Regions from separate parts of the Mus musculus genome. Here regions 2, 3 and 4 are each linked to region 1. A link is a contact called in public HiChIP or PLAC-seq data. All regions are on one chromosome and are shown on one strand. Each heading gives the region's core, a stretch centred on a gene start, on an enhancer-like site or on the middle of the called end of the contact. The rest is flanking DNA. Distances are from core to core; before and after follow the strand shown.

Region 1 (2,700 bases), core at 121-2,620:
AAGTCCTCTGAGGCACAGCTGAGCTTCTCCATGGTGGCAGGCAAACCCTAAGACTCCACACTCGGAGGTCTCACTAATATGGAAGGGGTGGTAACTGCTCTGCCCCCCTACTGAGGCCCCCTACCTCAGTAGTACCATGTCTTCCCCCCAACCTCCAGCTGGCTTTGTGTTAGTGCTGTGGACATGAGGGGTCTCCAGGAGCCTGTGGTGTGTTCCTTCTAAGTGTGCTTGACAGCAGTTGGGGTGTCAGGGGAGCCTGACCTGTAAATCCCCGGGTGGAGCAACCCTGAGGTCAGGGCTGTTCTACTTCACCAGAGACCACTTCCCCTACACTCCTGCCCAGCATTGCCTATCTGGCTGAGGACAGTATCTGTTGGCGGTCTAGTGGGCCATGAATTCAGGATCCTGTTAATATGGGATCTATTGGGATTCCAGTCTTCCTCTCAGCCCCTACTGAGTGACAGGCACAGCTTTTCTACTCATGAGGTTGAGGTCTGGATCTGTGCATGTTAGTGCTGTCCATGGTGGGACTTCACTGCCCTAGATCTCACATCTCATTGCGATCTACCCCAAGGCTCAGCTATGCGGCAGCCATCATCTCAGGATGCTGGGAGGTGGGGAAGTGCTGGGATGAGATGGTGACCCTGTGCTTGCTCGGAGGCCTTACTGTTGCTACCCGTCTCCTGCTAGTGAGCCCTGCAAGTGTGCTTGAAACCACGGAGTCTTAGCATGGAGCTGTCTGCTCACACTCTGCCAGAGGCCATGCTGGCTGAAGGGCTTTGGCGTCTCGCACATGTACTCCGATGCCTGCCCACCCACCCCCGTTACTGAACAATAGGCCCCAAATGAAGCTTGACCCCTCTGAGCCTTGGTGTCCCGCCAGTGAAAGTCTGGATTGTCGACACTAACATGGGACATGGCTCTGTGACAAGGAAACATGAAAACAACACTTCGTGCCCTGGTTGGGCTCTTAGCTAGAGTCACCAGCCAGCGTGCATTGCCCAGGACAAAGGATTCCTGGGAGGCCAGACTTTGACTCTAAAACCAAGACAGTCATGGACAAACAGGGACCGTTGGTCACCCTGTTACAAGAGTATAGCAGTTTTCATCTAAAGACAGATGTAAACACTGGGCCATTGTATAGGAGCCAGGCAGTGCTGTAACCTGAAGCCAGTCTCACAGGGAGAACTCAAAGTGTTCTTTCCATACAGTGCTCCGTTCTCCCCAGACTGCCATGGACAGGTACATCCAGGCATATTGAGCTTGCTGCAGCCAAAGACGCTTTCCCAAAGGTGTGCATGTATGCCTGGCCCTCTGGCAGCAGCCTGCAATGTTCCCACCGGTTCATTCTTGCCACTCACCCCCAGGCTCCACCCACAATGGCCTCACGCCAGATTCTGAGACCAGGTCTGCTTTGAATGACTGGAACAGAGCAGCCCAGGATTTAACCCATTCCTGGCTTGAGTGCCTCCTGCCGTTAACCATTTCCTCCCCCCTGCCTGTGGCTCGAGTGACCCAACAACAGCCTCTCAACTCTCTCCCATTTTGCGAGGAAACATTTCTGCTTTATGACTGCATGTGCTTTCTCGTCTCTCCCGTTATCTTAATGAATTAACTGGGTGCCCATTGCTCCCTGGCCCCCCCACGGTTTACGAGCTGTTCAGCGATCACTGCGATCTTCGTCAGCTTCACACAGTTGTTGTACCGGTTCCTATTACAGTAATTGGCATGAACTTTATTCTTTTGCAGAGAGATTCTTTGGCCCGCTGAGACTGCATAACCATCTGCCATAAATTGAGACTAGTACGGCTTATTTTGGTGAATGCAAAATTGGATCCCATTCTTTACTCTGTGGCTTGATTCAACTTCCAGATGGTTAATCCACATGAAGTAATAGGAATGCACCACAGCTCTGCTTAGCTGAAGATGGAGACGTAATATTTATTTGCTGATGTGGAGGCCTCCAAACGCTGCCCTGTCGGGATGTCAATATATAACACGGCAGCACAGAAATGTCAGCTTGTTCTGCAGGAACGACAGGCTCCCCTGAGTTGCCATGGGGGGACCCCTGGGTGCCTACTCCCCCCTTCTGTCCTTGACCTAATCTCAAGAGGTTTTTATTCTCTCCTGGGCTGTTTCTTATCAGCTAGGTCTGCCTGTGTAGCTGGCTTCACATCTGCTTTGACTTTAGTGCCTGTGACATTTTCATTAATACTTCTCCAAGGTTGAGCCTTTATTCCAAATACCCTGCAGCTCCCAGAAGCTAAAGCTCAGCTGTGCCCAGCTGGGGGCTGCTGGGAAACTTGGCCCCTGAAATACCAACAAGTCTGCTGTCCCCACTCAGATGAGCTGATCAACACTTTTTAATTGTTACTGATCATGCTCACCTGCTATGCTGAAGGATGCAGAGGCAGATCTTGGGGTAGGGGGGAATTGCTTTCACTCTGGGGAATATCGACTGCCTCTGTGTGTATGCTCCGTCCTGTCCTAGACTCCTCCTGGGTCTCAGCATGTGGTGCAGGGAAGCCTGAAGCCCTGCATCTCACCACCTGGGAGTACTGACTCTTCAGGGCTCCCTGTACCAGATGGGTCCAGCAACCCAGTTTACCCAGGGCTGCTCTGGCTGAGCCCCTATCTCCTCTGTACCATTCAGAGCTGGGCAAACTGAGACAGTTGCCTACCCTATGGCCCTGTCTACTC
Region 2 (2,700 bases), core at 41-2,540, 610 kb after region 1:
GTCACCAGAGAGATATCCTCTGAGCTGATTAAGCAAGAGCTCAAAGAAGCTGGTTTCTTTATTAATGGTGACCAACCAGAGTGTGGAGGGCAGAATGGGTGGCTCCTCACTGACCCGTCTTCCCCCTCTGCTTTAACAGCTGAGCACAAGTCACTGTGAGCCTCCCACGGGTCAGCCAGGAAGAAAGGGTCTCTAGGGAACCATCCCCTTCTTGACTCTCAAACCCTTCCCCAGGTCTCACTGTGGCATTCTTAAGAGACCCAGGGGACTTAGACCAATCATGTCTCCTCTCTGATAGTCTAATTCCATACTAAAGAAAATAAAGACATAGACCTTCTATTAAAGAGGTCAATGTGTGTCATCCACACCAAATAAGTCTCTCCCTCGGCCAAAGCAGACATTACTAGTTGATCGCTGATTCCCACACACACACACACACACACACACCCCTACTATGACCAGGATGGGAAATTTCCATGCCTTCCTGGTACTGAGAAATGAAGAATTTGCATGAAAAATAAAACCTGTCTGCCCCTCCTCAAGGCACAATATGCTGTGAGGGTTTTTACCTGATGTCGAGTTGGAAAGAACCCCCATTCTCTATTTTGCCCTGCAACTCAGGTTGACCTCATTGTCTATTGTATCCCCAGTACAAGAATCCCCACAGAAGCCACCTCACTGTCCTCACAGTGTGAGTCTACATGCCAAGCCAGGGGCTCAGTGCACGCACGCGCGGTGTGCACACAGTGTATGGGCCACTCCACTCTCCCTCTCCCTCCCTCTCTCCTGCCTGGACACAATTATGTTAAAAGAGCAATTAGCGACCTCTTAAGCCTGATGGCCTACTCCCCCATTAATCTCTTGCAATTATAAACCCCAAATCTTCACAACAATTGGTCCCAGATGCCCACTAGAGGGAACGCTAATCGCCTCTTTCCCAGCTGAAACCAGCTGTTCGGCTTCAGTTTCTGGGTCAGGGAGAGAGATGAGAGGTCACACGTGGCCGAACGGTCAGATGCCGCCTGGGTGGAGATCCTGCAGAAGAGACACCCTTAGGGGCCTCGGGAGCACCCTGGGAAGGCATCTCTCTTTACTTTGGCTGCCTGCACACCCGGGTCTGCAGTCAGCCTGGGCCGGTATCTCCCCGCACTCCGAGCCACTCTGATTCCTCATTATGAACACACGCTAATTACTGCAGATAATTAGCTCTTCACAACCACCCGGCCGAGGCGCTCCAGACAAAGAGGCTCAGGAGGCTGTGGACATGGCTGGTCGCCTCCGGCCCACAGCCAGCACCAGAGCACCCTGCCAGCTGACCCTAGGTTTGGGGGAGGAGGCGTGAACTAAGGTGAAGGCCTAGGTCAATGGCGCTTAAGGCGCACAGCCCCTGCTGCTGCGGGCAGAACCGATTCAGACCTCAGCACTGCAGCTAATTAAATCAATATGAGATAATGAACGGCAATTAGAGGTCCAGCTAGGCACATCTTCTCTTGTAAATACTGTTTCTCTCCCAACGGGGAGCTCTTTCTTAATAATCTGTTTGTGTTTCATTTCCAGGAACTGTAATTCCCCTAAGAAGCTCCTGGGGAAGTGATTTGTTTGTCTGTATAACCACGAAACCCGTTCCTCTGGACTCGCCTGCCACTGCCTCTGCACATACATGATCGGCTTCTTACTATTTTAGGTTTCTTTTGGTTTGTTTTAATTTCTGACCTGTCCAGGGAGCCCATGCAGAGGTCTCAGCCCTCAAAGAAAACACCAATAAATCCCTGAAAGGGGTGGGGGGGGGGCAGGGGGAAAGGTCACAGGGCCGAGGACTCCCATTACATGGAGGGGAAAACTGAGGTAAGGCAACCACAAGAGTGATGAGCCAGTCAGGTAGTCTCCTCTGCCATTCAGACTCTCACCCCACCCCCACCTGGTACCCGGGGTCATGATAAGAAGCCTTCTGCCCTCCAGGAGCTAACAAATTTGTCTAGCAAGACAGACTAAGGCACATAACAATTAGAGAGCAATTAGGCACCTAATTGTGTGGTACCAATAAGCTCGGGGTTCAGTGAGGGTTCGGGGACTAGGGAGAAACAGCAGCATCAGGGCCCGGGCCTCTTCGTTTTCAGTGTTTCCCATCAGACCCTGCTTTCTGAGTCCTGGGTTTTTATTTCTTCACTTAGGGGTTCCATGGTACCCTAAAGTCAATGTGTCTAAAGCAGCCTCACGGCCACCCCACCCCCGCCTAACTGCTCCTGCTCCTCAGCTCATTTCCCTTAGAGAATTAGCCACGCCCACAGCAGAGCTGAAATCAGGCATAAAGAATGGAACTGTGCCCTTTGCAGGAAAATGCATGGGGAATCGACATCATTGCGTTAAGTGGGATAAGCCTGCTCAGAAGGACAAATGCTGCAGAGACATCGAATTTTAATGTGTGTGTGTGCCTCTGTGTGTGTGTGTGCCTGTGTGTATGTATATATGTGTGTGTGCCTCTGTGTGTGTATATAAATATATATGTGTGTGTATGCATATATGTGTGTGTATGCATATATGTGTGTGCCTCTGTGTGTATATAAATATATGTGTGTGCCTCTGTGTGTGTGTGTGCCTGTGTGTGTATATAAATATATGTGTGTGTGCCTGTGTGTGTATATATGTGTATGTGTGTATGTATGCCTCTATGTGTATATATATGTGTATATGTGTGTATAT
Region 3 (2,700 bases), core at 189-2,688, 660 kb after region 1:
TTAGGCCATAGAATGCTTTTCTTGTCTTATGGCTCAGGATATAGTTGCAAGGTGGTGGCTACAGTTTCAATTCCTCTTTTTTTGTGGAATTTTGCACTTGAGTGTGACAGTGCTTTTTCCTCTGAGTCTCCTGTAGCCAGTCAAAATATGTTTTGCTAACTCATGGTCTTGTGGAGTTTCTCAGGATCAAGGAAGTCATAAACCCAGGCACCGGGCTTTAATGATGAGGAGTCAGTGAAAACGTATTGCTCTCAAACACAACTTTTGAGTATCGCCCTTTCTCTGCCCTCCCAGCTCTGTTTCTCTTGCCCCACCCCTGTGTGTGTTTCTCTTCCTCTCTCCCTCTCTTCCCTTCCCTGTTTCTTGCTCCTTCTCCCCTACCCTCTCTCCTCTTCCTCCCTCTCTCCTCTTCTTTCCTCTCTCCTTTCCCCCTCTACTCCCTCTCTCCTCCCCCCTCTCTCCTCTTCCTGCCAAGGGGACCAAGAGATAAGCAGTGTTCTACAGAGGCACAGTCCCCAAACACCCAGGGAGTGTCTGCACCTGCGGGTTCCAGTCCGGGAGGCACTGGAGTCTGCTGGAGGCAGAAAGCAAGGATGAATATGGATCAGAGCTTTCTGCCATAGCATGGTGGGAGGAGGTCTAGATCTGCAAGTAGATAGCGGGCTGCCTATTTGGTAGCTTCAGTGAACTTTAGGTAGGGGCAGTCCTGGGTTACCCACTGCCCATCTGTGCTAGCTACTTTTATGTCAACTTGAGACAAACCTAGACTAATCTGGAAAATGGGAATCATAACTGAGAACTTTCTCCATAGGACTGGCCTGTGGGCAAGGATATAGGGTATTTTCTTGATCGATGATTGATGTGGGAGGGAGGGAGCAGCCCTCTGTAGATTACGCCATCCCTGGGTAGGGAATCCTGGGTGGTATAAGAAAGCATGAGCAAGCCATGGGGAGCATGCCAATAAGCAGCATTCTTCTATGGTGTCACTTCATCTCCTGCCTCCAGGGTCCAGCCTTGAGTCCCTGCTGACTTACCTCAGTGATGAACCATGATGCAGAAAAGTGTAAGGTAAAATAAGCCCTTCCCCTTCACAAGTTGCTTTTAGCCACCATGTTTCAGCACAGCAACAGAAACCCCAGCTAAGTAAGTAAGGCTCAGGATGACTCAGCGCAGGCTGACTCCCGGTTGAGGACAAGGCCCCCCAGGTGGTAGAATCCTGGTAAAGTGAGCAGGTGGGTGGGGTCGTGCTGGGATCCAGCTGGTTTGCCCCTGTCTGTAGAAACCAGCTGATCTGGAAAGAGCAGTCTATCCCCAGGCCCAACAGTCCCCAAGATGCCAAAACACAGAAAATAAAATTACGGTTTAAAAACCCTAGTGAATACTTCCCAGTTCCCTGTCTCCGTTCCTCTTTCCTCCGCCCATTCTGATTCTCTCCTGCCTCTCAGAGACTTGCAAAGAGATCTTAATCACGTGCACTCAAGCGGTTATAAAAGAGCTGAGAAAGATGCCCGGGAAGGGTGGAAGAACATCAAGAGCCACCAGGGAAGGAGAACCCCACTGATGGGCGACTAGATGCAGTTTCTGTCCACCAACGAGAAGCCCCATCCCTGCAGATCTGTGTACAGCATCCCTCCCCTGCTCTGGTACTGGTATCTGCCCGATCCCCAGACCTTCCACCGTCCCATGGGTTGGCTGTTTTACCCAGACCTAGAATTACCCAAATCCCCTTAAATACATGGTTGCAAATGAGGACGGTGGGGTGTGGGGGGGAGGGCAATAATTGTGACAGTAACTCACAGGGCCAGGCCTGACACGTCTCTAATTGCCTGCTAAAATTGTCGCTGTCTCCTAAAGTGCAAATTATCACCCGAAATGACAAGAGTAATGAATGAGGGGACTCTGATGTAATGCAACAATTAGCCCTCAAAGACACTGTCTAATGCGGAGAGGCAGGGCTCCCACTCCTCGTTATTAAGTGCCTGATAATTATTTAATTATCTATCTGCCAGCATGATTACTTGGTTTATTTAGCTGCAGATGTGGGCAGGAGCGTTAGGGTTTAAGGTCAGAGGAAGCCACCCCAACGCCGGCCACCACCTAGGCAGCTTGGGTGTTAGGGGCTACTCCTTGTCTGACACCCCTAAATGGCTCTGGCAGCCTGAACGCAGGGTCAGAAAATTGTTCCTTCTTCATACCCGGCTCTGACTCAGAGGCTGGGGCCCTGGAAGACCAGCGCTGAGGAGCTCGGTGTTCCTCATTGTAGGCAGGAGGACATGACTATCCCCACCAACCTGACTGGTGCTTCCCCCAAGCTGGGCACAGGGCCAAGTCTCACAGCAGAGTAAGCTCATGTCATCATCTTCATGTAAGGAGACAGTGAAAGCTGGAGAGGAGAGCAGGAGAGAGAGAGAGAGAGAGAGAGAGAGAGAGAGAGAGAGAGAGAGAGAGAGAGAGAGAGAGAGACTCTCGACCAAAGTCCCAGGGTAAGTGGAAGGTTGAGTGATCTAGGGTCCTCTCACTATCCCAGAACCACTTGGCCAACAAGAGGGCATCGACACATGGGTGGGTCCAGGCTTATGCTTGGCAGAGCATGGGTGAGGACTGGAGAGGGTCAGTACCCCCTCTTTCATATCACAAAATTAATGATGGGCAAAGAAGGAAGGGACCTGACCCATCTGCCCATTGGAGGGTGCTCCAGGA
Region 4 (2,700 bases), core at 25-2,524, 720 kb after region 1:
CAGCACCCACTCAGACTTGAGCAGCTGAGGCAGGAACAGCAGCTGGAGCCACACTGTGCCCTGGAACCCACCCCTGACTGGATGGCTTCCATGGCCAATAATACCGATGCTAGCCAGCCTGCCATGTGACAGGGACGTCATCACTCCTGTGTCCCAGCCAACAGTCTGATGACCTCAAATATCAAGCCTTCCCGATTGCCCGTTCCTGAGGGCAGGAGAACCCAACCCATCTGCGTCTTGATGAAGGAGTCATTGGGGTTCATAGGGTTCATAGCAATCCAAAAGCTTAACTGAGTCCCCAGACAACCACCAGGATGGTGACAGAAGAATCGTTCACTACACACATCTCACAAGACATCACTGAAACCTCAAAAAGCTCACACCAGTCGATATTCATTGCACCCAAACTACAGATGAGGAAACCGAGACTCGGTGAGTAGACATCACTGGCAGATTCTGATATCCACGCCAAGTCTCTGACACCAAAGGCTCTCCATCTCCCCAGCCCATCCTCAATTGGTCTACTCTGCTTTCCCTTCTGAGTTCCTACCACACATCCACGCCCACCTGCCACCCAGCCACCTGGCCATCACTGGTAGAGCCAGGATGGGCTGCTGAGTCAGGCTCTGCCTCTGTGTGTGACCTTAGGCAAGTCCATTCACCTCTCTGATTCTTCCTCAGTAGATAGGGAGTGTGAGCAGATCTGCTGAACACAGCTGGGAAGAGCAGGGAATCCTGGGATACCAGATGTTAGCATTTCTTCTAGGCTCCACCCCACAGTTACCTGGCAACAGCCAGGTGTGCTGGCCTCAGTATAAAAGGGGCTGCCTGCCCCCTCCTCAGCCTCTTACTCCCTTACTCCCATTCCCCTCCCCTCCCTTCTCTCTCCATGTTCACGGCCAGCCTCTACTACTCTCCCTCTCCCCCTTCCCTGACCCTTTCTCTCTACCTTTCTCTGTCTCTACTACCCCCTCAACTTCCCTCTCTGTGCCCTAAACTCTAATTCTATACTATGGTACCTCAGGGGAGAGGTGCACACCCACAGAGGCACCCACTTCCCCTGCACCATACCATGCCTCTACCAAACGTATCCCTGGGTTGCCTTTCTTTTTTATAAAACCCAACACCAGAGTCCCCAGGTCTACCCTGGGCCACTCTATGACCCCTCAAGTCTCCTGTCTGCAGCCCTCACTCTTCTGCCTCCCAGCTGATGAATCCAGAACCAGGTCTCATCTATCTGCAGTCCAGTTGTGTTAGGACTAATCTCGCCCCTTGTGGCGAACGGGGCCTCGCCCCAGGCATCACAGCAAACACATCCAGTGCCAGGAGGGTTTGATCATGGGAGAATGATGTCATTTGTCAGCGATGTCCGTCCGTGGTCCACGGCCCGATGCATTTGCATTCGGAGCTGGAAGCAGAAAGACCGGGTAAGATGCAGAGGAGGAAAGGGGGTCTGCCTCTGAGTGACTGGCATGAATTATTTCGACCTAACTTACTAATTAAGACCCTCATTAGCAGCCCAAATTTGTGATAGATAGGCAGAGGACCTGGCACAATGGTTTAATTTAATGATTCCTTGCATTTACTTTGTTAATCATCTTTAGTCTGATTTAATTTATGCCGATGTGACTGTCCTCATTTCTAATTAAGGCACTGATGGTGGGGACACCCGCCATCGCAGAAGAATTTCAATCAAGTCGCGCACAAAAGCAGATACCAGTGCTTACGACCTCCGAGATGGCAATTTGCAAAACCGGCTGCTTGTTGTTTTATTTCTGCCTGAAAGGTTGGGGAGGGTCTGGTCTTTGCCTGGGGCAGATGGTTCTCGCTAACCACAAACCTTTATAACCATCGATTTTTTTTTAAGGCTCTGAAGAAGAAAACAAACAAACAAACAAACAAACAAAACCTTAGCACTTAAGTAAACCTTTCCAGGATTTACACACAAGGGAGCAGGGTCCAGAGAGGTTGAGGGGCTGGCCCAAGGTCACACAGTAAGTTAGCAAGCTTGGGAGGAGATCGTTTTAGAAACACTCTCACATCACCCTCCAAACCCCATGACCACCCACTTGGCAGACACAGCCTGATGCCCACCCAACAAACACACACACACACACACACACACACACACACACACACACACATACCTGACAGCTGCTAAGAGCCTATGGCCTGCCTGGTACTGACTTTCAACTCCCTGTGAATTCTAAGCAGTCCATGGTCTGAGTGTACACCTGATGCATGGGGCTTTCTCATATCCATAAACCATCCACACAGGGCAGTGAAGGACCAGACCCCACCCTGCCAGTCAGGGACATGGGCTCCAGCAGCAGAAGGCTGCCTAAATTCTCACAGCCAAGAAGCGAAGTTTGAACCCAGTCCACATGACTCCAGAGCCCACCCTCACGGGTCACCACTGCATGTCGGCAGCGTTGACATACCTGCTATGGCCAGTGGGTACCAGACTCAGTGAGGTACCTCACCTGATAACCACACTTCCATCCCATCCTGTGCTGAAGGCTCCCAGTCCCAGCCCTGGAAGGCAAGGATCAGAGAAATCATGTGATGTGCCCAAAATTGCACAGCAGGATACCAGTGGCCAAGCTTGGGGCCTTCCCTGACTTCCACTTTCTGACTCTGCCCCTCCCCCACCCCACCATTCCTGCATGCTGCAGTGTCTACCCACCTTCCCACCCACCC

The links. HiChIP or PLAC-seq counts read pairs in DNA pulled down with a chosen protein or histone mark.
Region 2: a contact with region 1 is called in an H3K4me3 HiChIP or PLAC-seq map of embryonic basal ganglia, with 5 times the contacts expected there. The contact joins two enhancer-like sites. A contact is called at or near these places in 1 of 15 datasets of contacts at CTCF or cohesin (large pre-B cells), 4 of 484 Hi-C or Micro-C datasets (embryonic stem cells and uterus), 7 of 115 datasets of contacts at active chromatin or transcription factors (T-cell acute lymphoblastic leukemia, embryonic basal ganglia, embryonic forebrain and 4 more) and 1 of 9 other capture datasets (embryonic tail).
Region 3: a contact with region 1 is called in an H3K4me3 HiChIP or PLAC-seq map of embryonic basal ganglia, with 7 times the contacts expected there. The contact joins two enhancer-like sites. A contact is called at or near these places in 1 of 15 datasets of contacts at CTCF or cohesin (the NIH/3T3 cell line), 1 of 484 Hi-C or Micro-C datasets (nephron progenitors), 5 of 115 datasets of contacts at active chromatin or transcription factors (embryonic basal ganglia, embryonic forebrain, embryonic hindbrain and 2 more) and 3 of 9 other capture datasets (embryonic stem cells, embryonic tail and embryonic trunk).
Region 4: a contact with region 1 is called in an H3K4me3 HiChIP or PLAC-seq map of embryonic basal ganglia, with 8 times the contacts expected there. The contact joins two enhancer-like sites. A contact is called at or near these places in 6 of 115 datasets of contacts at active chromatin or transcription factors (craniofacial prominence, embryonic basal ganglia, embryonic brain and 3 more) and 1 of 9 other capture datasets (embryonic stem cells).

The regions. Positions count from the first base shown.
Region 1 is chr5:111,392,636-111,395,335 of GRCm38.p6, forward strand. No RefSeq gene overlaps it. Among named protein-coding and RNA genes, the nearest start is that of Mn1, 23 kb to the right of the region's middle. Within about 2 kb of position 1,371, at least 85 of the 459 cell types and tissues checked have an H3K27ac peak or open chromatin away from gene starts, as enhancers often do. A contact at or near this core is called in embryonic basal ganglia and embryonic brain, where this site is marked.
Region 2 is chr5:112,001,066-112,003,765 of GRCm38.p6, forward strand. No RefSeq gene overlaps it. Among named protein-coding and RNA genes, the nearest start is that of Gm36794, 56 kb to the left of the region's middle. Within about 2 kb of position 1,291, at least 46 of the 459 cell types and tissues checked have an H3K27ac peak or open chromatin away from gene starts, as enhancers often do. A contact at or near this core is called in embryonic basal ganglia, where this site is marked.
Region 3 is chr5:112,048,818-112,051,517 of GRCm38.p6, forward strand. No RefSeq gene overlaps it. Among named protein-coding and RNA genes, the nearest start is that of Gm30032, 71 kb to the right of the region's middle. Within about 2 kb of position 1,439, at least 20 of the 459 cell types and tissues checked have an H3K27ac peak or open chromatin away from gene starts, as enhancers often do. A contact at or near this core is called in embryonic basal ganglia, where this site is marked.
Region 4 is chr5:112,109,102-112,111,801 of GRCm38.p6, forward strand. Gm30032 (a long non-coding RNA gene) reads right to left here. Exons shown (of 4, transcript XR_880589.2): 3 at 2,442-2,535. Among named protein-coding and RNA genes, the nearest start is that of Gm30032, 10 kb to the right of the region's middle. Within about 2 kb of position 1,275, at least 29 of the 459 cell types and tissues checked have an H3K27ac peak or open chromatin away from gene starts, as enhancers often do. A contact at or near this core is called in embryonic basal ganglia and embryonic brain, where this site is marked.